Linked DNA regions of Mus musculus: regions 2, 3, 4, 5 and 6 are each linked to region 1. Evidence: chromatin contacts called from public HiCAR-type and promoter capture Hi-C data. All regions are on one chromosome and are shown on one strand. The core of a region is the stretch at or near the end of the contact, and the rest is flanking DNA. Distances in the headings are between cores, read along the strand shown. Region 1 holds the start of Ltbp4 (latent transforming growth factor beta binding protein 4). Region 2 holds the start of Sdhaf1 (succinate dehydrogenase complex assembly factor 1). Region 3 holds the start of Zfp428 (zinc finger protein 428). Region 4 holds the start of Zfp940 (zinc finger protein 940). Region 5 holds the start of Arhgef1 (Rho guanine nucleotide exchange factor (GEF) 1). Region 6 holds the start of Pafah1b3 (platelet-activating factor acetylhydrolase, isoform 1b, subunit 3).

What was found. Promoter capture Hi-C pulls out the DNA fragments that hold promoters and counts their contacts. HiCAR-type assays count read pairs that join an accessible place to other places. Capture Hi-C pulls out chosen DNA fragments and counts their contacts.
Region 2: a HiCAR-type map of astrocytes shows a contact between it and region 1, with 4 times the contacts expected there. The contact joins the promoter of Sdhaf1 here to the promoter of Ltbp4 in region 1. A contact is called at or near these places in 3 of 39 promoter capture datasets (cranial neural crest, hippocampal neurons and maxillary cranial neural crest), 1 of 115 datasets of contacts at active chromatin or transcription factors (astrocytes) and 1 of 9 other capture datasets (adipose tissue).
Region 3: a promoter capture Hi-C map of hippocampal neurons shows a contact between it and region 1, with 4 times the contacts expected there. The contact joins the promoter of Zfp428 here to the promoter of Ltbp4 in region 1. A contact is called at or near these places in 2 of 39 promoter capture datasets (hippocampal neurons and pre-B cells).
Region 4: a promoter capture Hi-C map of liver shows a contact between it and region 1, with 3 times the contacts expected there. The contact joins the promoter of Zfp940 here to the promoter of Ltbp4 in region 1. A contact is called at or near these places in 1 of 39 promoter capture datasets (liver) and 1 of 9 other capture datasets (liver).
Region 5: a promoter capture Hi-C map of pre-B cells shows a contact between it and region 1, with 3 times the contacts expected there. The contact joins the promoter of Arhgef1 here to the promoter of Ltbp4 in region 1. A contact is called at or near these places in 3 of 39 promoter capture datasets (cranial neural crest, hippocampal neurons and pre-B cells) and 1 of 9 other capture datasets (liver).
Region 6: a contact with region 1 is called in a promoter capture Hi-C map of stem cell-derived epiblast-like cells, with 2.8 times the contacts expected there. The contact joins the promoter of Pafah1b3 here to the promoter of Ltbp4 in region 1. A contact is called at or near these places in 5 of 39 promoter capture datasets (cranial neural crest, hippocampal neurons, liver and 2 more) and 1 of 115 datasets of contacts at active chromatin or transcription factors (embryonic hindbrain).

Annotation. Positions count from the first base shown.
Region 1 is chr7:27,331,394-27,335,558 of GRCm38.p6, forward strand. Ltbp4 (latent transforming growth factor beta binding protein 4) reads right to left here and starts at 2,255. Exons shown (of 30, transcript NM_001113549.1): 1 at 1,962-2,255. The coding sequence starts at 2,211. All of the region lies in intron 1 of Gm30543 (a long non-coding RNA gene), which reads left to right.
Region 2 is chr7:30,320,383-30,324,547 of GRCm38.p6, forward strand. It overlaps Sdhaf1 (succinate dehydrogenase complex assembly factor 1), which reads right to left and starts at 1,993. Exons shown (of 1, transcript NM_001033140.3): 1 at 1,027-1,993. The coding sequence starts at 1,947. The coding sequence ends at 1,591.
Region 3 is chr7:24,504,930-24,509,094 of GRCm38.p6, forward strand. Zfp428 (zinc finger protein 428) reads left to right here and starts at 2,158. Exons shown (of 3, transcript NM_146183.2): 1 at 2,158-2,507.
Region 4 is chr7:29,851,367-29,855,531 of GRCm38.p6, forward strand. It overlaps Zfp940 (zinc finger protein 940), which reads right to left and starts at 2,282. Exons shown (of 5, transcript NM_173738.2): 1 at 2,131-2,282.
Region 5 is chr7:24,900,508-24,904,672 of GRCm38.p6, forward strand. It overlaps Arhgef1 (Rho guanine nucleotide exchange factor (GEF) 1), which reads left to right and starts at 2,479. Exons shown (of 30, transcript NM_001130151.1): 1 at 2,479-2,621. Cd79a (CD79A antigen (immunoglobulin-associated alpha)) reads left to right here. Exons shown (of 5, transcript NM_007655.4): 4 at 726-794; 5 at 924-1,351. The coding sequence ends at 1,037.
Region 6 is chr7:25,295,717-25,299,881 of GRCm38.p6, forward strand. Pafah1b3 (platelet-activating factor acetylhydrolase, isoform 1b, subunit 3) reads right to left here and starts at 2,270. Exons shown (of 5, transcript NM_001357350.1): 1 at 1,656-2,270; 2 at 1,370-1,459; 3 at 605-721; 4 at 405-527. The coding sequence starts at 1,736.

The DNA.
Region 1 (4,165 bases), core at 1,005-3,504:
AGCCACAGCCATACAAAAGGAGGCAGAGGGGAGCCACCTCAGTCTAGACGAATCAAGGGACAGGCGTCTTTGGAAGATATGAGCATGGAGGCAGTACTCTGAGGTTCAAAGAAAACCCAAGTTTTCTAGGAGGCAGGGTGAGGCTAGCTCAGAACAAATCTAGGCTCTCAACCAAGAGTCTTTCAAGTCCTTTCGGAGAGTTGCCTAGAAAACAGGACTAGTACTTTCTGGAGGCGGGGGTGTGGCCCATGTGAGGGAGCTGAGGACAAGGAGAAGTGGAGTCTGATCGTTTCTAGCACGTTAAAACTCTCAAGTTGCGGGGACCTTAGGAATCGCTGGAAAGTCCTACTCCTCCCTAGCCAAGGATCTGGTTGCCCCGAGTCTTGATTAATGGCCCTGTGTGGATAGGTCTGGGAAGGCTACCTTAGAAAGAGAAGGAAAAATGAAGCTACGTGGGAAGAGAATCGGGGGAGATGTTGGAGGGGGAGAAGTATCTCCACTTAAGGCTCATGCTTGAATGTTTCAGGGGAAGCGAGAAGCCGCTGGGTGACAATATTAGAATTCTCCTGGGAGGGGCGCAGCTTGGAGGAGTACCTCCAAAGAGGGAGAAGAAACTGGGCTGGAGGAGTTCCTGTAGTGTTTGCCCCTGGGTGAAGAGGGACCTTTGGATCCGGGATCCAAAAACCCGGATTTCCTGTCAGGAGCGTTAAACCTGGACTCCAGGTACCTTAATTTTTTTTTTTTTTTTAAGGGCAGAGCTTAAGAAGGGCTCAGCAAAGAAGCAAGATTGGAAAAATGGAAGTGTCTCAGATGGGAGGAAGCCACCACGTTTAGGGGCATTTCTTAGTCTCTTAAGTCATTTCACTGCCTGCCCTTGCCTTGAATACAGACTCCCAGCTCAGGGTGCCCATATCAGAGGGCTTGCTGCTAAATGGGCAAAACTAACTTCATGTCCCACAACATTGGAAGAACAGGAAGCTAAGGACATAGGGGTCTTGCCGAGGTCAGCCCGCCTTCACATGTTCCTCCTTGTGCCTCCAGGGGTTTGGCACCCGTCTGGGCACGGCGCCTGGCACGGGCGAGTTGGGGCTGGGCCGGGAGAGAGTGAAGGAAGGAGGGAGGAAGGGGCGGAGAGAGGGAGTGGTAGCGGGCGGGGGCTCGGGCGGGAGATGAGCTCACGCCGGCCGGGTTGGGCTGGCTGGGGGCCAGCCTGGGCGAGTTCTCGGCGCCAGGGGCCCCACTCCCCATTCCGGAGGGCGTAAGGGGTGAGAAGCAATGAAAACCCGACCCCCAAGTCCATCCCCACACTCTGGGCTAGCAGGTGGCGCACCCTCCTGACCTCACCTGAACCCCAGAATGCTCCCCTTGTCTAGAGGAAGCTGAAGCGCAAGCCGGTCCCTTCCTCCCCCAGGGGGCGCCCTTTCCTCAGGCCTCCTATCTGGATATCTGTCGCACGTGGAACCGCTGTAACTCAGGTCTTGCCGAAAGGCACCCCGTCTTTCCTGGGTCCCCTCCCGCTTAGCTCTTCATCACAAGCAGTCCCATGCCAGACTTTCCTAGTCTTCCCCCACTCAAAGACAGACCTAGAAACTTGAGATATGCCCCACCACCCCATGCGACTCTGAAACACTCCTTGCTGACCCACTACGCACAGTCTGCGAATTTGGGCCCCATCTCAAAAGTTCCCAGATCCTAAGATCCTCGCCTTGACTGAAAGGGATGAAAGCTAGTCTCAGTCCGTTCACGTGGGACACCACAGTTCCAAAAACACTCAATGCTCCTGAAATCAGCGCCCTGGAGATCCACTCCCCAAATAAGGAATTCAGAGCCCCCTTCCTCAAAGACCCCACGGAGTCCCCAGCATTTCTGTACATGGAATCTGGGCTCCTGCTCCCTAAGGCATTGTCTCCAGGGTCCTCCCTCCGGGCACTCCTCCCTTGGGAGCACCATCCCGCACTCACAGGCGCGGAAGCCGGGTCCCCCCGGGGCCGCCCCGCCGGGCGCGCCGCTGTCCACGCTGGTGGCGTTGCGGGGCGCGCAGGTCGGGGTACAGCGGGAGCCAGTGGGCCCGTGGATGCAACGCAGGCCGCACACAGCGGGGGTGAAGCGCACGCGAAGACGCTCTCGGGGTCGGCCCAGTACGGGCTGCGGCCCCAGCTGCGCCAGCAGCACCAATAGCGACACCCAGAGCAGCTGCGCGCCGCCCGCCATGGCTGCAGCGCCGCGCTCCACCGCGCCGCCGCCCCAGCCCGCCCGAGGGGCCCGGCCGCGCCCGCCCGCTCGCCCGCCCGCCCGCGGGGGAGGGCGGCCGCGCCCCCGCTCAGCCCCCCCTCCCCATCGCTCCCTCCCGGGCGGCCGCGCGGGGGCGCGTGGGGCTGGGCGCTTAGCCAGAGGCGCGAAGGCTGGGCGCTAGACTCGCAGGGGGGAGGGGAGGGCGCCCCCTCTGCTCCCACCCGTGCTCCAACAAGTGGATGGGGCCTATGGGGAGTAGCAGGGAAGGGAACAGGTGGGGGCGGGCGGGTTTGCTCCCAGAGAGAGTTGAATCCATTGAGAGGAAATCCATTAGAGTAATGGGGGCCGCATTTGGGGAGCCAGCTGAAGACTGATCCTCTGACCAGGCACGGGGGTAGGGGGTGGGGGGGAAGAGGCTTCATCTAGATAGAGGACAAGGATGGCACATTTGGGCAGCAAGATGGTACATCTGTGGGTGACGAGAAGGGTCGGTGTACAGGACACATAAAGGAATTAGAGGAGCTGAATTCTGGAGAGGAGACTAAGGCGCTTACACCTGAAGACGCCACAGCACACCAAGACTCTCTACACCTGGTGGGAGAGGTCAGAATGAATAAAGCTGTGGGCGGGGGTCCTCACATCTGGCCTGGGGCACACATCTGGAAAACCTTAGGAAGGAGGGGGATGCATCTGGGCTGAAGGCCACACAGCAGGAGAGGGCTTCTGAGGGTAGTTGAGTCTATAGAGTGCTCTAATCTGGGGTACCGGGCTGTAGTAAAAGTAGGGTCAAGGGACGGTCTGGCATGTAAGAGGGAAAGGTCTTTGGCCCCCAGCCGTCCCGCAATCTTGGGCATTTTGTGCCGGGGCAGGCGCCAACCCGCACAATCGCTTTTGTTGTCTGGACTGGTTCAGCCTCGCTCTCTGCTGGGCGAGTTGCCCCCCTCTTCAGCCACGGGAGCCCGGACGCCTGGCTTCCCGGCCCCACCCTGATGGGTCAGCGCCTTTGGCCTGCGTCTAGTTCTGTCCCTGGCTCACCTCATACTGCCGGACGCAGGGGTCCCTAGAGGTGGCCGCATCCTGGGGAGTGGGGTGGACCAAGCTACAATAGGGGACTGGTAGGCGGCGGCAGCACCGTGGGAACCAGACGGCTTTATCTGGCCCGGAACCACCCCCCTCCACCCCCTACACGGAGGAAGGGCGGATGTTCTTACCCCGGGCCTGGCCGGCAGGGGCGCGATGTGGGGGCCTTCTTTTCAGCAATGCCCGGGCCCACGGCCCTCGGGGCCGCCTTTGCCTCAGCAGAGCTCGGGCCTCCTGCAAACTAGGTGGAAGAGGGTGGAAGAGGCTGTCACTACTATTAAATTGGCCTCCTCACCTCAAGGGGGGGGGGAACCCTCCTAAGCCAGGAGCACTTCCAGGAGTGGGTTTGCCCAACATTGCCCCCAGCCCTTTTATTGGGAGCAAGGCTTGGGATATCTTTAGAGAAATACTTTCAGAGAAAGGACTATGGAAGAAGAAAAAAAAAAAAAGGGTATGGAAAGAGAAGCGATATGAGATGGATGGGAAGGGAAAAGTGGGTGGGGCGTAGAGACAGAAACAGATCAAGAAGCAAAGACCCAATGATTCAGCCAGGCAAGGAAGAATAAACAGAAACACAGACAATGAGTTAATAGTGAAAGGCCAGTGTGCGTGTGCGTGCGTGCGTGTGTGTGTGTGTGTGTGTGTGTGTGTGTGTGTGTGTGTGTTGGAAGGGGAGGAATTATATGCTTACGTCAGTGGCTGCCAGTTGAGGGATACCTGACTCTTCTCCACGGGACTGCGGCTGGGGCTGGGCACCGAAGGTGTTGGGGTCAGGCACCCCTCTAGACCTGTGCACTTGGCAGGTGGGCAGTTCCGGACCCTGCAGGAAGCTTTAGAGACAATCAGGGATTCA
Region 2 (4,165 bases), core at 743-3,242, 3.0 Mb after region 1:
GCTACTGGAAATGCAAAAATGGGGACTGAAGAGGCCTGGGGGGCAGTAGCTTCTAGAAGAGCCCACATAAGTTAGTGCAAACCTGGAGCTAAGGGGTGTGTCAGGGAATCTCTCATTATGGTCTGTCTTCCTAAATACATCTATCTATGCATTTATCTTTCTATCAATGTGTGTGTGCACAGGCAGATGGACATCAGACAAATTGCTGTTAGTTCTCATCTTCTCCTGTGCGGTCCCTAGGATTTGAGCTCAGCTAGTCAGACTTGTCACCAAGTTCCTTTATCCGCTGAACCATCTCTCTGGCCCTTTTTCCCTCCTTTTCTTTCTTCTTTTTTTGTTTGAGACAAGGTCACTCTATGTAGCTCAGGCCCCTGGAGCCAGGAAGAGACGGAGGCTGGGGTATGTAAAGGGCACAGGTTCAGTAGGTCTTCTGTAGTTACTTCCATAACTCTGGAGTTGAGATGGCACCATGATTAACAGGGTCACCTCGGGGCTGCAGGTGAATCCTTGTGGTTATTGCACTTGCTTGGCAAGCACAAGGCCACAAACAGAACAAACAACAAACATATGTTGTGGTAGAACATGCCTGTGATCTGGAGGAGAAGGGAGGAGTTGCAGGCCATTATCCCTTACATGACCAGTTTGAGGCCTGCCTGGGTTAAGTGAGTCCATGTCTTAAAAAGAACAAAAACTAAAGCAACCAGGATCACCTTGCTAAATAAAACTGAAGCTGAGAGATGAGCAGAGAGCTAGCCTCCTGTGATGGGGTTACGCAAGTGAGGTCAAAGTCTTATGTAAAAAGTGTCACAGAATCTTTTTCTGTCACACACCAAGCCTTAGCTGGGTCCCCTTTGCTCCCACCTGCCTCTTCAACCTTGGCATGGCCGTACATGCCTATAATCTCAGAGTTTAGAAGGCTGAGTCTGAAGGAGGTGAATGCTGAGACCAGCCTAGGCTATATTATATAACAAGACTCTGTCTCAAAAGAAAAAGCAAAGACCCCTAATAAAAGAATCAACAAGATTGTTAAGACAACAAGGAAGTGAGCACACCTCACTTTTATTTCCTTTATGCAAGAATCCTGAGGACTAACAGGAGTAGGGACTAGGGATTCTCCAAGAGTCTCAGGCTCATCAGCTGAGATGAGCTAGTGTAATCTCCCTCATGAACCCGGTTCTTCACAACGAGTCAGACTGCCAAGTTTCTCACGGTTCATCAGGGTATTCTATTAAACGAGCGCGGCAAAAAGTCTGTCTTCTCCACGTTAAAAACAGCAAGGGGCGGGGAGTGAGGAGGTGGGTGTGTTCTTAAGAAGTCAAGAGAGCTGTCTGTCAAGAGGTGCCACGGCCCCGATGGGAGGAGAAAGTGCGCCTGTGCTCTCTCTTTGACTTTGGGTTGGTGTATCACAGCATGTCTTATGCAGTCCGCCAGTGCCACAGAATGCCCGGAACCTCCTTGGTGAGGGAGTGTCTGATCTCTCACTATGCATCGGGAAAATTCGGTTATCTCTCAAGACATCTCAGCTTCCATTTAGATGAGTTCACGATCCTCCCCAAACTGTCAGAAGGAACCTTCCTCTAGGTCTGTCTGTCACCGTCCATCGGATCGCGTCTCCCGCGCCCCTGTATCTTCACAAGAATTCTTTGGGGCACCACCATCATCCAGCCTGGTCCCCGGGGCTGTCGCGTCGCCGGGCTCTTCAGCCGGACCCCGCGGGCGCACGAAGGTACCCATGGCCGTGGCGTGGCCCGAACGCAGCAGCTGTAGCTGGCGCCGACCCCGGCGATACAGATACTCGATACGCAGCACGTCGGTTCGCGGAAGGCTGGCGTGCTGCCGGAACTCGGCCCGCACCCGCGCCTCGGCGCCCGGCGTCCCGCGCCCGGCGCGCAGCAGCTCGCGGTACAGGCTCAGAACTTGCCTCTGCAACCGGCTGGGCCGGCTCATGACCGCGGCGTCGCGGTGAGGCCCCACACTGGCCGGAAGGACCGCCCCGACACACAGTGCTGAGAAGCTAACGGGCAGGGCTACTGGCACGTCTGCCAGAAGTCCCGCCTCCTGCTCACCGGCGCTGCCGCATCTGATTGGCCAGTACTGCAGTACATCTTGGCTGGCTCTGGAAGTGGGCGGAGTCTCTGGTGCTCCGGGCCACTCTAAAGAGTAGTTTTTGAGTGCCTTACAGTCCTGGATATTTCTGAACTTGAGTGGAAGCATGGGGAAGGGCCTAAGCGGTTAGACTCTGGAAAGAGTGTAGGAGGAGATAGTTCTGAGCCCTCGGAAGATTGAGAGCGAAGGGATCGAACCCGGGGCTCACCAGAAGGCAGAGGGATATTGGGAAGGGATGAGCAGTTTTTAAAAAGATCTTTACTATTTTGGGGGCTGGAACGTGCATAAACTGACGACATGACCGCTCCGTGGTACGGCCAAGCGAAAACTTTTTGTTTGTTTGTAGATATGAGAGAGAGGACAGCCAGAGGCATCTAGAAGAGTCCAAAATAGAGAGGAAGTAGACTGCATAGCCAGGGCTGTCTGCGAGAGGGGAGAGAATATTGTTGAAGTTAAGGATTAGCCACACAAACCACTGGGAGACACCAATGTCAGTAGGGTATCGGAACGGTTTACTGAACACACATATCAACACTGATTAATCAGGGATGCACACCCTAGCCAGTTTTCAGGGCCAGTTTTTATATGGGAAAACCCACGAACAGGTGCATTTGGCTATCTAGACAAAGCCGTACTGTATGACCTTTAAGCTGATTGGCTGGGTCTAGAGGCAGGAAGTCTAGGGAATTTCCATAGGTCTCGAGGCTCCATACAGCAACATGATGTTATAGTCAAAGAACATTAGGTCAGACTAAGGTCATGAGCTACAAAATGAAGGTTGAGGCAGTATAGCAGAACTATTGTCAGGTTTAAAACGTAATAGCAGGAGATAGTGAACAGAGAAAACAGAAGGAGGAGAGAGTGTAGAGAGAACAGTGTGAATATCAGGATAGTGGGAATGAGTAAGTATCTGGGGGAGGGAAGCTAGTGAGCTGGAGGGAATTTAGGGGATTGGAGTTTTAGTCAATGTTCAGTAAACAACTTAAATGAATCTGTCTCATCTTTCTTATCTATGTCTTAATAATAATCTGTTTTACCTGGTGGTGCAGACATTTAATCCCAACACCTGGGAGGCAGAGGCAGACATCTCTGAGTTCAAGGCTAGCCTGGTCTACAGAGTGAGTTCAAGGACAGCCAGGAAAACCCTGTCTTGAAACACAAAACAAAACAACCCCTCCCCCAAACTCCCAAACCCCGTCTTATTATTTTTCCATCTAAGTTGTTTGCTGAACTCTTACTTTATGCCAGGAACAACTCTACATACTTTAATGTTTAATTGTTTGTTTTCTATGATTTATGCTGTACAGGGCCAGAGATGTATCTTCCATTCCAGAGTGCTTGCTTGCTTAGCATTTATGAAACCCTGGGTTTGATCCGACATTGAATAAAACCAGCTTGTGGTGCTGTACCTGTTATTCCAGTCTGGATACATAGCCATACTCTTCCCTCAAAACAAAAACAGCAAAAAGATTCTGAAGTGGTCAGTGCTGTCAACTGTATGATGGCCACACCAGTGCAGATATGTCTTCTTTCAGCTTGCTCCTCTTACTGAATCCTCTTGATTCTCAGGCTCCCTCTGGGTTTTAAACTTCCGTTCATTTCCTATCAAGTGGCTCTTTACCTCTAAGACAACTTCATCTAACAGGCTTGTTTTATTTTCCTGTGGCCTCGAGAGTCACAAAACTTGAAACACATACTGTCCCCCCTGTCCCTGCTCTCCCTAAGACTTTCTGACCTGGAACCCCTCCATCTGCCTTTGGGGAACTAGTCTTGCTCTCAGTTTGTGGGGCTTTCCTAAGTGACATACTTTCTCTCTGCTTCCAGATGTGGACTGATGTCCCAAGACCTGTCCCATCAGCCAGCTAATGTGATTGGTTTAGAGATAGGAAAATAGCTTTGGGACAATGAGGATCAGCCCTGAGACTTTTGCTCAAACTGAGACAGAAATGCTGGCTCCCCACCAGGACTGCCAAACTGTAGGAACTTGGAATGGTGGCTGCACCTGTGCCCCGCAGACACAACAGGGGTCTGTGAATCAAGCTGTCGCTATCTTCAAATC
Region 3 (4,165 bases), core at 908-3,407, 2.8 Mb before region 1:
AGGCTTTTTTTTTTGTTTTGTTTTGTTTTGTTTTTTTCAGTTTAACAGGAATCTGAAATTTGATCCTGTTCTAGGCTTTAAGGGCTCAAGGTGAAAAGGTCACTGTACTCTGACCTTTGTGAAACTTTGATGAAGGAAACAGACGCATCTAGGCAGCAATGGGAACAGTTTCAGAGCCGGACGTGGTGGGATACACCTGGAAGCCCAGCACTCAGCGAGCAGAAGCTCAGGGCAGCCTGCTCTACAGAGCAAGTTCCAGGCCACTCCTAGCTACTTAGCAAGACTGCAAGACTGTGTGCCCCTACCCCCCAAGCAGAAAAGCTTAAAGCTTGCTTTAAATTGTAAAGAGGGCTCTTAATATTTATATGCTTAAAATCTTAAAATTCCAGCCTTCAAGGAGCTGAGGCAGGAGAGTGAGTTTGAGGACAGCCTGGGCTACACATTAGGCTCCTGTTTCAGAAAGAAAGGAAGGTGGGTCAATCAGTCTCCTGTGGTGGTGGCTTACACTTTTAATTCCCAGCACAAGAGGCAAGTGGATATCTGCAGCCAGCCTGGTCTACATAGTAAACTCCAGGCCAGGGTTAAGTAGTGAGACCCTGCCTGAATAAAATAAACACACACACACATACACACTCACGCACGCACACGCGTGCGGCGGTGGGGGGTTGGGTGGGTACTGTTTTATTTTGTTATGGAAATTTTCATGCAGAGTGAGGAGACTTAAAGAACTCCAAAGCCCCAGGCACCCTCCACCCCATTTCCACCCAGAGCGCTGCATTTATTGAGACCAGTGCTGTGTCAATTTCCCTAAATCACTCAATCTGCAGGAGCTGTATCATCAAGGAAGGCCCTTCGGATTGGCATCAATACCAGGAGAGAGTGAGCTCGGAGCAGCAGGGACAAAGGGTTTTCCCGATGAATCGAAAGGCAAGATCAAAGCCTGAGACAGCAAAGGGATTACTGTGTTTGAAGTGCTGGGGATATGGACCAGATAAAACGGTGGGTGGGTCCAGAAGAGGCGTCAGGGACACAAGTTTGACTGGGAGACCAGGTGTGGGAGGTGCATACCTGCCACCCCAGCCTTTGGGAAGCTGAGGCAGGAGAACTGCAGGGAGTTGACGAAAACCACCCGGAGCTAGAGTGAGTTCCAGAATACACAAGGAGACTCTCAGAAACAAAGCAAAACACAACTATTCCTTTTCTGTGGTGTAATGGGACTCTAGAGTTTTAAATTGCTAGTGATAAAAGCATTCGGGAAGGAGAGGGCTGTAGGGATGGCTACAAATAGTCAGCATGAAGTTATGGCCCTTTAAAATTACCCACAGGAGCTGGGCTGGCTGCCATATGCCTGTAATCTCAACATTCAAGAGGTAGCGTTCAAGGTCATTTTCTTCGACCCAGGTGTTGGAGGCTAGCCTGAGCTACATGAGACTCTGCCTCAAAAAAGAAAAAAAAAAGAAAGAAAAGAAAGAAAAACAAAAAAAGAAATAAAAAAGCAAACACCTATAGCAGACTTTCTAATTGTGCTCCACGGAAAAGCTGCCTTGACTCCCTCTAAGAATGCAAGCACTACTTTGCCTCTGGAAATTTGCATCAGCTATTCCCTCTGCTTTTTGGCATTCTACTTGGCTCCAGTTCAGACCTGGCTTAAAAATCAGCCCTTGGAAGCCCTTGCAGAACCTCGAGCTGGGGCAGGCGTTTCTGGCATCCACGGCCTCCTGCCGTCTACCTCTCTCTCTTCCAGGTCTTGACAGTTCTAAGTATTTGTCTAATCAAATGTGGTTCGTTTTCCTTAGACTGGGGGTTCAGATCTCTCGCAACGCAGAAACCACGTGCTGTCCAGGAATTTATCCTAGGTGACAGGGACGTGAACGGGGTCCCAGACCTTCGGTAGTTTCGGGACAAGGTTGCCAGCCCACCACGATTAAGTCTGCAGTCCCCTACACGCATGCGCTTTATTTTTCCAGGTGCCCCCCCCCTCCCCATCCATATGCTAATCACTGCGCTCTGAAGAACAGCCTCTCCCGGGAATATGCAAATCACATCCTCCAGTGCGGGAGGCCTTCCTTTGTCCCGCGCTAGGATTATGCAAATGAGCGAGCCTCCAGCCCGGGGGATCCGGGCCGAGTATTTAGGCCCCCACTCTCCCCCCTCATTCCAAGGCATCCACTATTTATAAGGCGCGTTCGCTCTACCGCGCACGCACGCACGCGCGATTCTTAAAGCTTCTTCACCCTTCGGGCCGCAGACTGTACCAAGTCTAGCGGGGCCGTGAGCGGCAGAGCCCGCCACCCCCGCCGGCGTGAGCTCTACAGCCTTCGCCATCCTCTGAGCCCCTCTTCCCATCGACCTCCGGGAATGGTCCATCTGACCGCGCACGCGCCCCTCGCTCGCCCCTCGCTCGTTCGCCCGTTCGCTCGCCCGCTCGCCTAGCCTCCCGAAACGCAGGCGCAGTGCCCGGGCGTGCAGCCGCCACCGCCGAGCCTGATCCGGGGCCGCCGGCGTCGGTGAGTGTCCGAGCTTGGGGGGGGCCGCGGGGCATGCTGGGAAGCGGGCGATACAGCCCCGCTGCATGACGGGAGCCCGCGGCCGCTTGGCCGAGTGACCGGCCCGGGAGTCCCTTGCTTTCCCCAGCACGCGGCTCGGGACCCAGCACAGCTTCGCCTCGAGGCATTGTGGGAGCCCGTGGGCCAGGCGTTCTGGGCCTGGGGCATTCTGGGAAGGGCCTGGGCTCCTGGAGGGGACTTTTTTTTTTTTTTTTTTTTTTTTTTTCGTCGCACACGCCTTCTGTGAGAAGCCCCGGGGCAAGGAGCGTTTGGGTGCCTGGTGGTCGTTAAAGGCCCGAGGCATCGTGGGACGCTGTCACGGGGCATTGTGGGAGCTGATCTTTATTGTTTGGTACCGGGGTTTGTCCGAGTCCCAGTCCTACCTAGCGTTGTGCGGAAAGGTATCTATTGTGTTCACTCACGCACTGTGAGGCGTATGTGTGGGTGGGGTCCTGGCCACTCTGCTTTTGAGGGAACTGAGGCATACGGTTTCATGTAGCTGGGTTTTGGACCCACAATATCGCGGAGTACAACCTAGAATTTATAATTTACCAAGTGCTGAGTTCGCAGAGGTGCATCACCACGCCCAGCTGGCTTCCACCTGTCCTAATGCTTCCACTTGATATCCGGAACGTTCTGGAAGAAGCTTTATATAATGTGGGTTTGGAGAGGGATGGCTGTCCCCAAGTAAACCCCCAAGAAAAGTCCTAACAATCCTTGCTGTGATGGTCAAGTAGAATAATAGTTAAAGCCCAGTGTGGTGTCACGCGCCTATAATTCCTGCTGGGGCAGGAGGATTCGCTATTCTAGACCTGTTTTTTTTTTTTTTTTTTTTTTCCTTTTGGGGAGGGCATCAGATCTCAAAAAAAGAAGGGGGAGTGGGTTTATGGAATGGCTAATCCTAGGTATTGTTGCATGGAACACATATATTAAATATTTAAAATAGAAACAACCAGTTGTCCTCAGTTTTTCTTTGCTGAATGGTGCGAGTTTTTCCAAAAATAATGTATTACTACAGAATTAGAGGGGCCCAACATCTGATGATTAATCATGAGAGCTCTTCCTTGCCAGTCACTATTTCTCGGTCCTTCAAAGGCCTGATCCAGTATCTAGGTGTCTTTAGTAAATTCCCTATCCAATGATGCCACCTCCTCCTCTTGCTCCAGCCGCATTCCTCCAACAGCAAATTTGACATTTGGGCTTTGAACAGTGTGCTTTCTACCATTGTTTGTGCCCCCAGGCCCTAAATTCAGGCTTTGCCATATTATTAGTGTCCATATCTATTGTCCCCAGAACCTGGGAAGCTGAAGTTGGAGGATTGCAAGTTCAAGGCCAGCCTGGACTGTATAGTAAGAGTCTAAAGGAGAGTGGAAACCGTATTGTTTTTAGTCCTACACTGCCTGGTCTTGCAAGGTCCTGTCACAATGCAGTAGGAGGAAGAAACGTGTGCATTGAGAGAAACAGGAATTATGGGAGCCAAGGAGCAATGTGGATGGTTATAGGTGAGCTTTGCAAGGGTGAAAATAAACACTCTGGATCCACAAAGAGGAAGGAGAAAATTCCAGATGGGAAATGGAGGAGAATGAACTAGGACTGCCCTTCTCTGGCTATAAAAGGCC
Region 4 (4,165 bases), core at 1,032-3,531, 2.5 Mb after region 1:
TCCCAAATTGTTCTACTAACTGGGGACCAAACATTCAAACATATGAGCCTATGGGGGCCATTGTCATCCACACCTCCACGGAGCTTCCAAATGGAAATATGTGAAGGGCTGTTTCCTTCCTTGGAGAAAGAGCTTAGGGGCTCTGAGGGAATTCTACTCCCTTACAAAGCCAAAGTTGCTCAACTAAAGAGAGATAATTGGGATTAAATTAGTTATACCCAAACCACCACAAAGACCAGCGTATGAAATAGGATCACTCTGTCTTTCCGTAAATGTCCCCTCTAACTGCCCCATTCCTGAATTAGATACCCGATGGTCATCTCCCAGCTGAAAGCCCACTGCACCTGCCCAGGGCTCTCCCATGCACATCGATAACCAGTGCCTTCTATCCTCGTCATGGCCAACAACAGTCTGATACCTACAGAGTCCTTTTCATTCACAGCATACAACAGAAGGCACACCACACAACTCGACGCGTTTGAAGCCTAACTACGCCCTCACCAGACTCACCAGCTATTTACTGAGACAGCTGATGTGGTGGCGTAGCTTTTTGTAAACGTTTAATTTTTTTCTTTTATTTTTAATTACTTTGTTTGTGGGTTCTTGTTTTATCTGTCTCCTAACAATATCTTCTCTGTCTCAGCTTAGCTTCTCTAAGCTTAACTGCTACCTCAGTCTGCTAGCCCTGGAGCATGAGTAACAAACTGCAACCAACGGGGGGGGGGGGGGGGAAGGGTAGCGCAGGGAGGAAGGACCAAAAACCACCCACCTATGGGGCTTTAGCATTTACCCTCTGAAAAATTCCCAGAATTCCAAACAGCACACAATTACAGAATCTGTCTCCAACTGGTAAAACCATTCCTCTGCTCGAGCATGAGGCAAATCAGCATATCCCCACAGCTGGGATTAAAATGAAAGCATATTCTTATATTTCTGTGTTTTTTGAGAACCCAAACTTCCAGAATTCTCACTACAGGGTTTGTCTGTGTAGCCCTGGCTGTCCTGAAACTCACTCTCTAGATCAGGCTGGCCTCGAACTCAGAAATCTGCCTGCCTCTGCCTCTCAAGTGCTGGGATTAAAGGTCTGCTGCTGCTCCTCCTCCTCCTCTTCCTCCTCCTCCACAGCCATCTCCAAGCCAGAACCTTCTTTACGTTTCTTCTACCTACTCTCATCTCTTCTTGTTTATGTTAGATTAGGAATGTGGCCAACTATCTGTAAAAAAACAGTTGAGGCCCTAAATTTTAACTCAAGTACCATCTCAAAACTGAACACCTTGAATTCTAGTAATGGGGAGGTGGAAGAAGGCATAGTTCTGTGCTTTCGGGGCCAGCCTGGTCTACTTAGTGAATTCCAGGAAAGCCAGGGGTACATAGTGAGAGCCTGTCTCAAAATGGAGGAGGAGGAGCGGGGGGGGGGGGGGGGGACAAAGAAGAAAGAAAAAGAAAGAAATCTAAACTAACTGTATCTACCAGTACCAACACCTCCAGCGTGATGGATATACACGAAAGGGTCCCCTTCCACTTCCCTCTTTCCCCATCCTCAAAGGCACACATTCCTTCCCAGAAAGGTAAGACCCTCCCTGCTTCCTACCCTGCTGCCTACAACCCTTGAAAGCAAAACAGACTGTTTACAGGTGTTTCTATGATCTGCACAGCAACCTTCCGCACGAAACCTCTCCTTTCTTCAAGCCCCCGCCATGCCATCTTTCTGGAGTTGAGATCGCCTCTACTCACTGAAGCAAAAGGACAATAATCGGCCGTGAACCCAAGACTTTTCAGGTATTAATCACGATTTGAGGTGGAAATGAGATTTAGAGGGTTCAGACTGTCCCCACTCCCTGCCACCCAGGTGATCCACATTCAGGGGTCATCACATGCACAAATCAAACACGCTACAGTGTTAACCTCACCTTCATTAGGCTACCCAGCACTTTGGTGCCTCCCCATTAATCCATCTGTCTTATCCGCGCCTAGTTTCTCTCAATTCACTTCCCTTCCACACACCAGGTCTCATCAGGGTATCACACACTAGGATTTTCCATTGCTCACTGGTACCCACGGGACTAGGCAGGCGGCTTCCTCTCATCAGACTGCCCAGGGATGGTTTGGTCTCAAACACTCAGGTCTTACATTGGGATTCTCTTTGGGGTTCGGGAACGCTCCACGCTCCTCAGTTGTCCTCCTCCACAGCTTCGTGCGCTCCCAGCCAGCAAGCAGGCATGCAGACGGCTTCTAACTGGCTTCCTGGTGTGTCTGATAAAGCAAGCCTAGGGTCCACCGCGAGACCCGGCGCTGGCCAAGTCTTGAACTACATTTCCCAGGAGTCCATGCGACTCTTACGTCACCAGAGGGGACGCGGTAGCCAACCTAGACTGGGTTGTGTGAAAGAACACTTGCCAATGAAGGATTTGCTGGCAAGGTGAGGACTAGCAGGCAGAGTGAACGTTTCATTCTTCCATGTCCTTATATACGCTTCCAGAAAAAAAACATGGCCCAGTTTAAAACTGAATTAAAGTTCTGGACTAAAGATGTGTCTTCCTTATTCAAAAATCCAGATTCACAGTAGATCTTCCCACTTCAAAATGAGCAGAAAGCCCTCAGAGGTGTGCCCTCTATTTTGGGAGTTTTAGTTAAGTCCGGATGTAATCAAGTTGACAACCAAGAATTATCGACTCTATTAATTGCATTGTACGAAGGAAAAGTTGTTCTCCAAAATAATGATAATAAACTTTATAAAAAGAAAACAAAAATTGTCTTCTAAAACATAAGGTACAGATTGGTTAGATATTAAGCAATAATTAGTTATTTAACATGAATAAAATATAACTTACCATCCAATAATCAAAAACAATAATAAGATAGAGTTATTAAATAAATGTTATTGAGGATCAGGAGAGAGAGGATTTGCTATATTTAGATTTTCATTAAACAAGATAAAGTAGGATGTGCAATATCAATATCAAATGGTATGCATGTGATTGGACCCAAACATATCCTGAAGGAACAATCAAGTTACATGAGGAAGTTGCCCAAATGCCTATGGTTTCTACTCTTACAATGCCATCTCCTGCCAAGCATGCACCTATAGCCTCACAGTGTGTCGCCTGTGCTCTGTTGACTAAAGAAGAGATGACTAGGGCCTGGTTTACTGATGGTTCTGTACATTACGCATACGACACACAGAAGTGGACAGCTGCAGCATTACAACCCTTTTCTGGGACAACCCTGAAAGACTACTGAAGGGAAATCTTCACAGTGGGCAGAGCTTCTGGTGGTCACACATTTTGTTTAGAAGGAGAAATGACCAGAATTGGGTTTGCTCACTGATTCATGGACGATAGTCAACGGATTGGCTGGATGGTCAAGGACTTGAAAAAAAAACGTAATTGGAAAATTGGTGAGAAAGACATCTGGGGAGGAAGTACGTGGATATATCTCTCTAAATGTTCAAAAGATGGGAAATGTTTGTGTCGAAGATGTTTGTGTGTCATATAAATGATCGTCAAGAGGTGACTTCAGGGGCTGGAGACATGGCTCAGTCATTAAGAGCACTGACTGCTCTTCCAGAAGTCCTGAGTTCAAATCCCAGCAACCACATGGTGGCTCACAACCATCTGTAATGAGATCTGATGCCCTCTTTTGGCATGTTTGAAGACAGCTACAGTGTACTTACATGTAATAAATAAATAAATCTTAAAAAAAAAAAAGAGGTGACTTCAGCCAAGGAGTTCAATAATCAAGTAGATAAGATGACCCATTCTATGAATAGTCAGCCTCTTTCCCCAACCATTCCTGTCATTCCCCAATGGGCACATGAATAAAGTGGCCATGGTAGCGGAGATGCTTTGGCTCAAGAACATGGACTTCCACTCACCAAGGCTGACCTGGCTACAACGGTTGTTGAGTGCCAGATCTGCCAACAGCGGAGACCAACACTGAGTTCCAGATATGGTACTATTCCCTGAGGTGACCAGCCAATGACCTGGTAACAGAGTGACTACATTGGAACACTTCCTCCTTGGAAAGGACACTTTGTCTTTACTGGACTAGATACTTTTGTTTTTTTAAGGTGGGTGCAGCGAACTTTATTGATGGTATTCAAAGAGAGTAGGGAGGGCTCCCTAGGCCCCTCCTGTTATTATGGGGGTCTGGGGTGGAAATTGTG
Region 5 (4,165 bases), core at 1,229-3,728, 2.4 Mb before region 1:
TTAGTCTAGGCTAGCCTCAAACTTGCTATATCACCATGGCTGGCCTGATTCCTCTTTACCTTCCAAGCACTGAAATTACAGGCAGGTGGCACCACCAGTTTTATTTTTGTTTGTTTTAATTTTTGTTTTGTGTTTTGTTTTGTTTTTGTGGGGAGGGTTAGACAGCATTTTGCTATGTAATTCAGGCTGGGCTAGAACTCACTCTATAGATCATATTGGTCTGGAATTCCCAATCCTCCTGCCTCAGTTTGCCAAGCACTGGAATTACAGATGTCCAGCACCACTCACTCCCTGCTCGCCGTTCTGCTTGTCATTGAGGAGCAGTAGAGAGCTAGCATGGTGGTGCACAGCTTTGACCCTAGCAGCACTCAGGAGGCAGAGGCAGGCGGATCTCTCGGGAGCCAAGGCCAGCCTGGTCCACGTACTGAGTTCCCAGGTAGTTCTTGCTAGATAGAGATCCTCAGAGCATCAGTGGAGTGGCAGGGAGGTGCAGCAGTCCACTTGAGACAGGGAGATTGCTTAAAGTTTGAGGCCCATAAAAAGAAAGAGAGGAGAGGGGCAGAGACTAGAATCTGCCAAGATCCTGATGGTGGGATCTGCCTTGATGGTGGGGAGCACAGTATCCCTCACTCTTTCTGATAAAGCACTTGCTAGTAGGAGACAGTCTAAAAACCCTTCACCTCCCTCCTTGCTAAACGTCGCTTCTACTTCATCCCCTTCTGTAGAAACGGTGGCAAAATGAGAAGTTTGGGGTGGACATGCCAGATGACTATGAAGATGAAAATCTCTATGAGGTAAGCACTGTTTGCAGCAGGCGTCGGGTGCATGGGGTGTGGTGTCTGCCTTGAGTCTCACCCTGGAGTTGACTGGACGCTGGGGCTCCAGCTGTCAGGGTACTGATGTCTCCTCTCTGACCCCTGCAGGGCCTGAACCTTGATGACTGTTCTATGTATGAGGACATCTCCAGGGGACTCCAGGGCACCTACCAGGATGTGGGCAACCTCCACATTGGAGATGCCCAGCTGGAAAAGCCATGACTGACATGTCCCACCCTTCCCTGCCTGCCATATGTCTGACTCCAGCATCCCTGCCTCCCCACTCTTCCCCTGGAGTCCCCCCTTCCCAGTGCTTGCTCCAGCCACTCGAGTGGCCTACCCTTGCCTCCAGGCTGCCCCACCCTATTCTCCCACCTAATCTTGTCCTTCCCCAAGTCCAGCTCCCTCTCTAGTGGGTAATGAGCCCTTAATCGCTGCCTCTAGGGGAGCTGATTACAGCAGCCTCGTTAGTGTCACCCCCCCTCCTCCCAGATCTGTCATGGCCACTTAAGTGATAATAAATCCTTCCCAAAGCAGCCCTTGGCAGGAGTCATGGATCTCATGTAGACTGCTCCTCAACACTGCCAGGGAACCAGGAGCAGAAAACCCAAGTCCCCTCCCCCCTCAGACCCAGGATTCTAGGTTCAAGTTCTCACCTGACCACTTCTGAGATCTGGGACCAGACAGTTCTTGCTGTCTGTCTTCCCCAACCCCCTCCCCCCAAAATAACAGGAAGTCTCTTGGGGAAGTCCCCACCCCAATTGAAATGCTGGTTTATCTCCCTTATAGGGCCTCACCCTCCTCATGTCCCAAAGCAAGGGGGAACCAGCCCGGGTGTTACCAAATTTTTACCTATATTTAAACTCTGAGAACACAAGATATTATTTTCTGGAGTGGGGCCTAATTCCCTCATGGGTTCACTTGCATAAGGCAGATTTGGAGAGTTTCTGTCAAGAACCGGGGGGAGGGGGATGACAGAGAGAGCTAGAGTGGTGTGACAGTCATTGGGATGGGAAGAGCAGACTCAGGTTGTTAAAAGACAGGAGGCCAAGAGGAGACTCAGTGGGATCCCCAGAGACAAGGATGCAGAGATAAATAGCCAAAGGAAGAAGCAGACACAAACTGGCTGGCCTGATAATAACAGTTGAGGAAAGGACAAAGCCTGAAATCTCAGAGCATGAGAGAGACAGCCAACAGCAAGAAATGGGCCCAGCGTGATCAAGGCACAGAGGAGCTGCAGCAGGGAGAAGCAACAGAGGCCAGAAAGCAAGGAGTGCCTGGATGGGCCCCTGACCTTGTGGGCAGGAAGGCCTTCGAGCTTCGAAAAAGAGATCAGGGTGGTGGCGCGCACCTTTAGCTTTAATCTCTCTACTCCAGAAGCAGAGACACCTGAGTTCGAATCCAGCCCGCCTTACACAACAAGTTCGAGGCCAGCCAGGGCTACATAGGGAGCCCTTGTCGCAAACTAAGAGAAAGAGAGAGTAAGGGCCAGGGCAGGAGCTGGGCAACAGCAGGGAGGGCGGCGGAGGCGGACAAAGGCGAAGGGGAGCCGGGCGGGGCCGGGTGGGGACGCGCCCGCGGGGAAAGGAGGAGCCGCGCGGGCGGCGAGAAGGGGAAGGAAGCCGAGGTGCCGGGCGGGCACGGGGCGCGGGCAGGAAGCGGGGAGGGGCGGCGGGCGGGGGCTCCGGAAAAACGCCCCGACTTCCTGCCCGCCAGAGCCAGGAAGCCGGAGTCGGGACACCGGGCCCGGGATCCCCGAGCCCGACCTCGGGCGCCTCGCCGGTCACCTCCCCGCGCGGACACCAGGTACACTGTCCCTGGCCCCGCCCGGCCTCCTCCTCCAGCCGCCGCAGGGAGGAGCAGGGAGGGGACCGGGCGCGGAGGGCCTCCCAGGGTGCGCCCAGTGAACCTGCAGCCGCCTTTCTCTGGCCTCGGTTTTCTCATCTGTCAAAGAGAGCAAAGAGAAAACCCGGCGCGTTGGCGCCCGCCTGTCATCCCAGGAGTTGGGAAGCAGAGACAGGAGGATTGCCATGAGTTCGAGGTTAGCTTGGGCGACCTAGCATGAACCTGCCTCAAAAGAAAAAAAAAAAAAAAAACAAAACAAAACAGAGAGAGAGAGAGAGAGAGAGAGAGAGCACTTGTCGAGAGCACAAGTAGGTAGAGATCCAGGCTCCCAGCGAAGAACGATAACACTCATTTATCAGCAGGGAAACTGAGGCCCAGGGAGTCGGACTGCCTTGTCGTAGGGACAGAGCATCTGGGACTTGAACTCAAAGCTGTTTCCTGTAAAGAGCTGTCCCTGCGATCATGGATGCTTGATTAGAGCTCCCTAAAATAAACAAATATCTCTGCAGTACATTTTAAAGCCGAGACTTACAGAGCGTTAAACACGTCTCAGAAAGCTTTTTTCCTTACCCTCTCTGTGGTATTAATTATACTCTGGGAGATGGCTGTAGGGGAGAGAACCGGAAACATATCCTCATTGAACAGATGGGAAGACTGAGGCCTAAAGGGAAGTCATTGCATTTTGCAGGTTAGTCTATCAGAAGAAAATATATGCTCGAGCGCATGAGTGTTTTATGCTTTTGTTTGTGTGTGTGTGTGTGTGTGTGTGTGTGTGTGTGTGTCTATCTATGTGAGGGGGTTCTGTTTTTGTTTTGTTTTTTCTTTCCAATTACAGCGGGAGGAGTTGACAGTGGTGACAGAGGGTATACAAGCATTTGGAATTTAATAGGTCCGAGTTGGGGAGGTAGAGCTCATGTGAGGTCCCGATAGGTGCTTAGGACCTGAGCGACTTGAAGTTTCTCCGAGATTGAGCCCTAACCAGGCAATGGAACCATGCACCACTCCTGCTAAGGGGGCGGGGCCCAGGAGAGTGACAGGGGCAGTCGAAATACGGAAACAAGGGTCCTCCAAGGCAGACCAGAGCGGCCCTATCGGGCCAGCGTGGCGCCGTGTATTGCGATACCCGCCGGCAGGAGGAGTGGAGTTGCCGAGGCCGGAGAGCGGTAGGAGGCGGGCTAGAGCGGCCGGAGGGAGGAGTGGAGCTGGACGCAAAGGCGGCCTCTGGCTCGGCTAGAGCGACTCTGCGGCACGGGTGGGGGAACCTGGAGCTCGAGCGCGGAGGCTTCGGTTCCTGAGGCTGCAGTGGCTTGCTTCTCTTCCCATCCGACAGGTGAGATAGGCAGCCCTTGGTTGCCGTGAAACCTGACCCCACACGTCTTCCCTGCCACCCACACCACCACCGCTGCAGAATTAGTGAGCGCCTGTTGTAGATCAGCCACGTCCCACGTAAGATTTAGGGCTCGTGAAGACCCGCCACGTTACATAGGTCAATAAGAGCTCACATA
Region 6 (4,165 bases), core at 1,020-3,519, 2.0 Mb before region 1:
CTGTTTGTAAACAAGATCTCTATGTAGCCATGGCTGTCTTCACTATATAGACCAGGCTGGCTTTGAACCTACAGAGACCTGCCTGCCTCTGCCTCTAGAGCACTGGGATTTAAGGCGTGCACCACCATCACTAGCCCATAGCCACTCTTAAAGTGTAGAAATTTTTTACCAGACACTTTGTGGGAGACCACTGTGCCAAGGTGTCCATAACTGTGTCAAGTACAGCAGGTTTGCCACTTTTTTTTTTTTAAAAAAAACATTTAAAGGCAACGTCTTGTCATATTGCCCAGAACAACCCTTAGCTCAATTATCCTCCTGCCTCAGCCCTTCAAGTGCCAGGGTTATAGGCATGTGCCACCACAACCGCTGCCCCTTTTCCTTTGCCACTCTTCCAAGGCTCTCACCAGCACAACCACCCGTGCCTGGGGCTGCAGCTTGTTCACCAGTTGTACGATGGCTTTGATGCCACCTGTCACTTGTTCTGCTGTGTGGCTATGGTTGTTGGTGCCCACCCAGACCACCACAATCTGTGGAAAGAGTGACACAAATCAATAGTAAAGAAGCAGGCAAAAAAGCGGCTAGCCCACCACCCAGGCCTCCTTACCTTGGGCCGGATGTGCTCCAGCTCCCCGTTCTCAAGCCGCCAGAGTACATGCTGTGTGCTGTCACCACCAATGCCAAAGTTAAGTGCATGCAGAGGTGAGAAGAGCTCCCGCCAGATCTGGGGTCAAGAAATGACGTAGACACTAGCCACCACCCTCTGTCCAGGCCATTATGGACATATCATTATGGATTAGCCTTACTTTATGGACAAGGTCCGGTTAAATCTCAGCTTGACCAAATCCGGAATCATGGAACTTATTACTGCTTCACTTTAACCAAAATTCACAGAAGTTACGTTCATTTTATGAAGATCCTGTCTGCTTTAAGTATACACAGAGCTAATGGCAATACAACTGAACCTCATTGTGGGGTGGGGGGGAAAGCCATTGTAGCTAAACGTCTTAGGGACTTTATTACTGATAAAGTCTTTGCAGAATACCATTACAATCAACCTTCACTTTCTGTAAAGCTATTACAACTTCGAGTAAACCCAACAGGGGCTGTGCCCCACCTTAAACAAACAATGAAAAGCCCTCACCTGACACAATCTTGAAGGAACGCCTCAATTTAACTCGACAGAGACAAACCCAACCCGACAAACTCAGGGCACACACTTCATTCTCAGCAGACATGTACATGGGGTTCTTAGATTCCTGCTACCACGGGCATTTCTGTACCCCTTATCTTGTCTTATCAGGTTCTGGGCTTGAAGTGCCAGTGAGGGTGCATGCCTGGATGAGGAAGGAGGAAACGGGTGGACCCTCACCTCACATTGGTGCATTAGCTGAACCAAGGAGTCCCCGATAAAGACTACTTCGGGTTCCTTGTCTTTGCTGTCCGCTACAAACCGATGGTGCTGCAGAGAAAGCCAGAAAGAGTCAAAGGCACGCACGCTCCAGGCCCCGCCCCACCCCGCTGCCTCAGGCGGAACAACCCCAAACAACCCAAACCAGGCTGCCCACCTAGGTGAGGAGGAGGATGTCACGAAGCAGTTCTATAGACATACACGCCCCCCAAGCCCCTAACCCTGGGGACCACGCGCGGTCACTCACCAGAGACATCCAGCGCCCGTCACCCTGCACGTCTTGCACAGGCGTGGGCTTGCTGGCCGGGTTCTCCCCTTCCCCACTCATCCTCAGCACCGCAGCCCCCTGGGGATGAGAGTGGAGTCCGCCCGGGAAAGCTCCGCGAGGACGTGGATCCGCCACGCCCACCCCTACCTCTCGGGCCAACACAATGGACCGTCCTGCCGCGCTCGCTCGCGCGTAGGGCGAAGGCCGAGCCCAGACGCCGCCTCCTTTCGCAGACTAGAAACCGTCACGTAGGAAGGAATCCTCGCTCCCCTCCCCCGATGGAGGCCGCAAAGTGGGCTCGTCTGCCGCTTCCCGCCGGGACCCCTTGCGGCCACGGGGGCCCAACGCAGGGGGGAGGGGCAGGCGAGACCAAGCGGCACTCGTGGCAGGGGAAGAGGGGGCGCAGACAAGAGAGACACAACCCAGAGTGGACGGAAAGGGGCAGGGTACCTGTAAAGCCGACAGGGACCAGGGACAATCTAGCGCCCTCCGTCCGAGGAGGAAATCATTTGCTGCAGGGCCAGAAAACTCCGGAAGAGACCACCTACGGGGGTGTGTGTGTGTGTGTGTAACCCATTCACATAGGAGAGGGAGTGGACGAGCTCATTCCTAGATCCGCGGAGGGGGTGGCTCTTAGACACCTGGGAAGGGACGCTCCCATTTCTTACTGGTGTAGGGATTTGAAAGGAAGCTAGCCAAACTGGGCGGTGGTGGCACACGCCTTTAATCCCAGCACTGGAGGGAGCCAGAGACAGGTGGATGTACTAGTTCGAGGACAGGCTGGTCAACAGAGTTCTAGGACAGCCAAGGCTACACAGAGAAACTCCCGTCTTGAAAACAAAAACAAAAAGAAGTGAAGCTGGTGGAGGCAGCACCAGAGTGGCTTTGAGGGGACTTCCCTATTTAAAACTTTCTGTTTTCTTTTGAGATGAGATTTCACTCTGTAACTTTAGCTCTCATGGAACTTGCTATAAACAGCAGGCAGGCCTTGAATTCACAGAGATCTACCTACCTCTGACTCCTGAGTGCTAAGATTAAAGCTGTGTGCCACCAGGCCAAGCCCAACACTAAGGCTTTGTTATTGTTATTTATTATTTATTTGTTATGTATATGTATATACGTGTGTGTGTGTGTGTGTGTGTGTGTGTGTGTGTGTCTTTTTTAAGGTAGGGTTTTTAAGGTAGGGTTTTTCTGTATGACAGAGCCCTCCCTGGCTGTCCTGGACTTGCTTTGTAGACCAAGCTGGCCTGTAGAGTGGTGGTATTATAGGTATGTGCCACTAGACCCAGCTTCAACATTAGTTTTTTAGTGGTATAAAATCTCAAATGCATATCTTCATGCCTCAGAGGCACCATCAGATCTATGTGAAAGAGGTGCAGAAAGATCAGAAATTGGAGATGGCTGCAAGGCCCAGCCCAGGTCCAACTTGGCATCCGTCCTGCAGATCACCTTGCACCTCCTAGGCCTCTGTTCCTCTCTCTAGATACAAAGTTCCATCATCAACTTCAGGTGGGTGGCTCTGGACTCCAAATCCCATGTCTGTAGCCAAGGCCACTTTCTATCATCTTCTTTCTTTCCCTGGCTCAAACTAAACCCCAAATCGCAGTGTTTTCTCAGATGCCCAGGGTCTCCCTCACCCCTAAATGGCCTAGTTGTTTTCTGGCAGCCCCACCTAGCGACTGAACTTTCAAACCTATCCATTCCTTCTTGTTGGCTTGATACTAAAGTAGTGAAGAGTTTTATTTATTGTGTTCACATTCTGTCTCAATCTCTTTCCCTAATCTGGACCTGGCATGAAGTTATTACTAAACAAGTGCAGTGCTTGCAGAATGATATTAGTTACATTAATGGTCAGATCCTGGCTATCTCCATCCATGTGTTGGAGAGAGAGACTCAGACATGACTGAGAAAGGCCCGGGACTCTGAGGCTTTGTGTTTCTCTAGAACAGAACTTCTTTCCTGTGTGCTTGTTTGGAGGTACGGTCTCATGTATGAGATGACTTTAAACTCACCATCCTCCAGCCTCTACCATGGTGAACAGGGCTTCCTCAACTTTTTCTACTTGAGCCCCACTTTTGCCTGAGAAAGTTTTTGGTTTTGATTTTTTTCTTTCTAAATAGGAGGTCTTACTATGTAGCTTAGGCTACCCAGAACTCATTGTGTAGACCAGACTAGCCAAATCTACCCTAGTGATGGCAATAAAGGTGTGCTCAACCATTCCAGCCCAAGAAAGCTGTGTGTGAGTGTGTGGTTGTGTGTGAATTTGAGTGTGTGTGTGTGTGTGTGTGTGTGTGTGTTTATATCTTTGTAAGATTATATGTGCATTTGAAGGCAGGTGACTGCAGAAGTCAGAACCGGGTGTCAGATCTCCTAAAGCTGGAGTCAAAGGCAACTGTGAGCGGCCCTGTGTGGATGCAAGAACTGAACTCAGTCCCTTAACCAGGGAGCTGTCTCTCCAGATGCTAGACTGAATAGTTTTTATATTACCC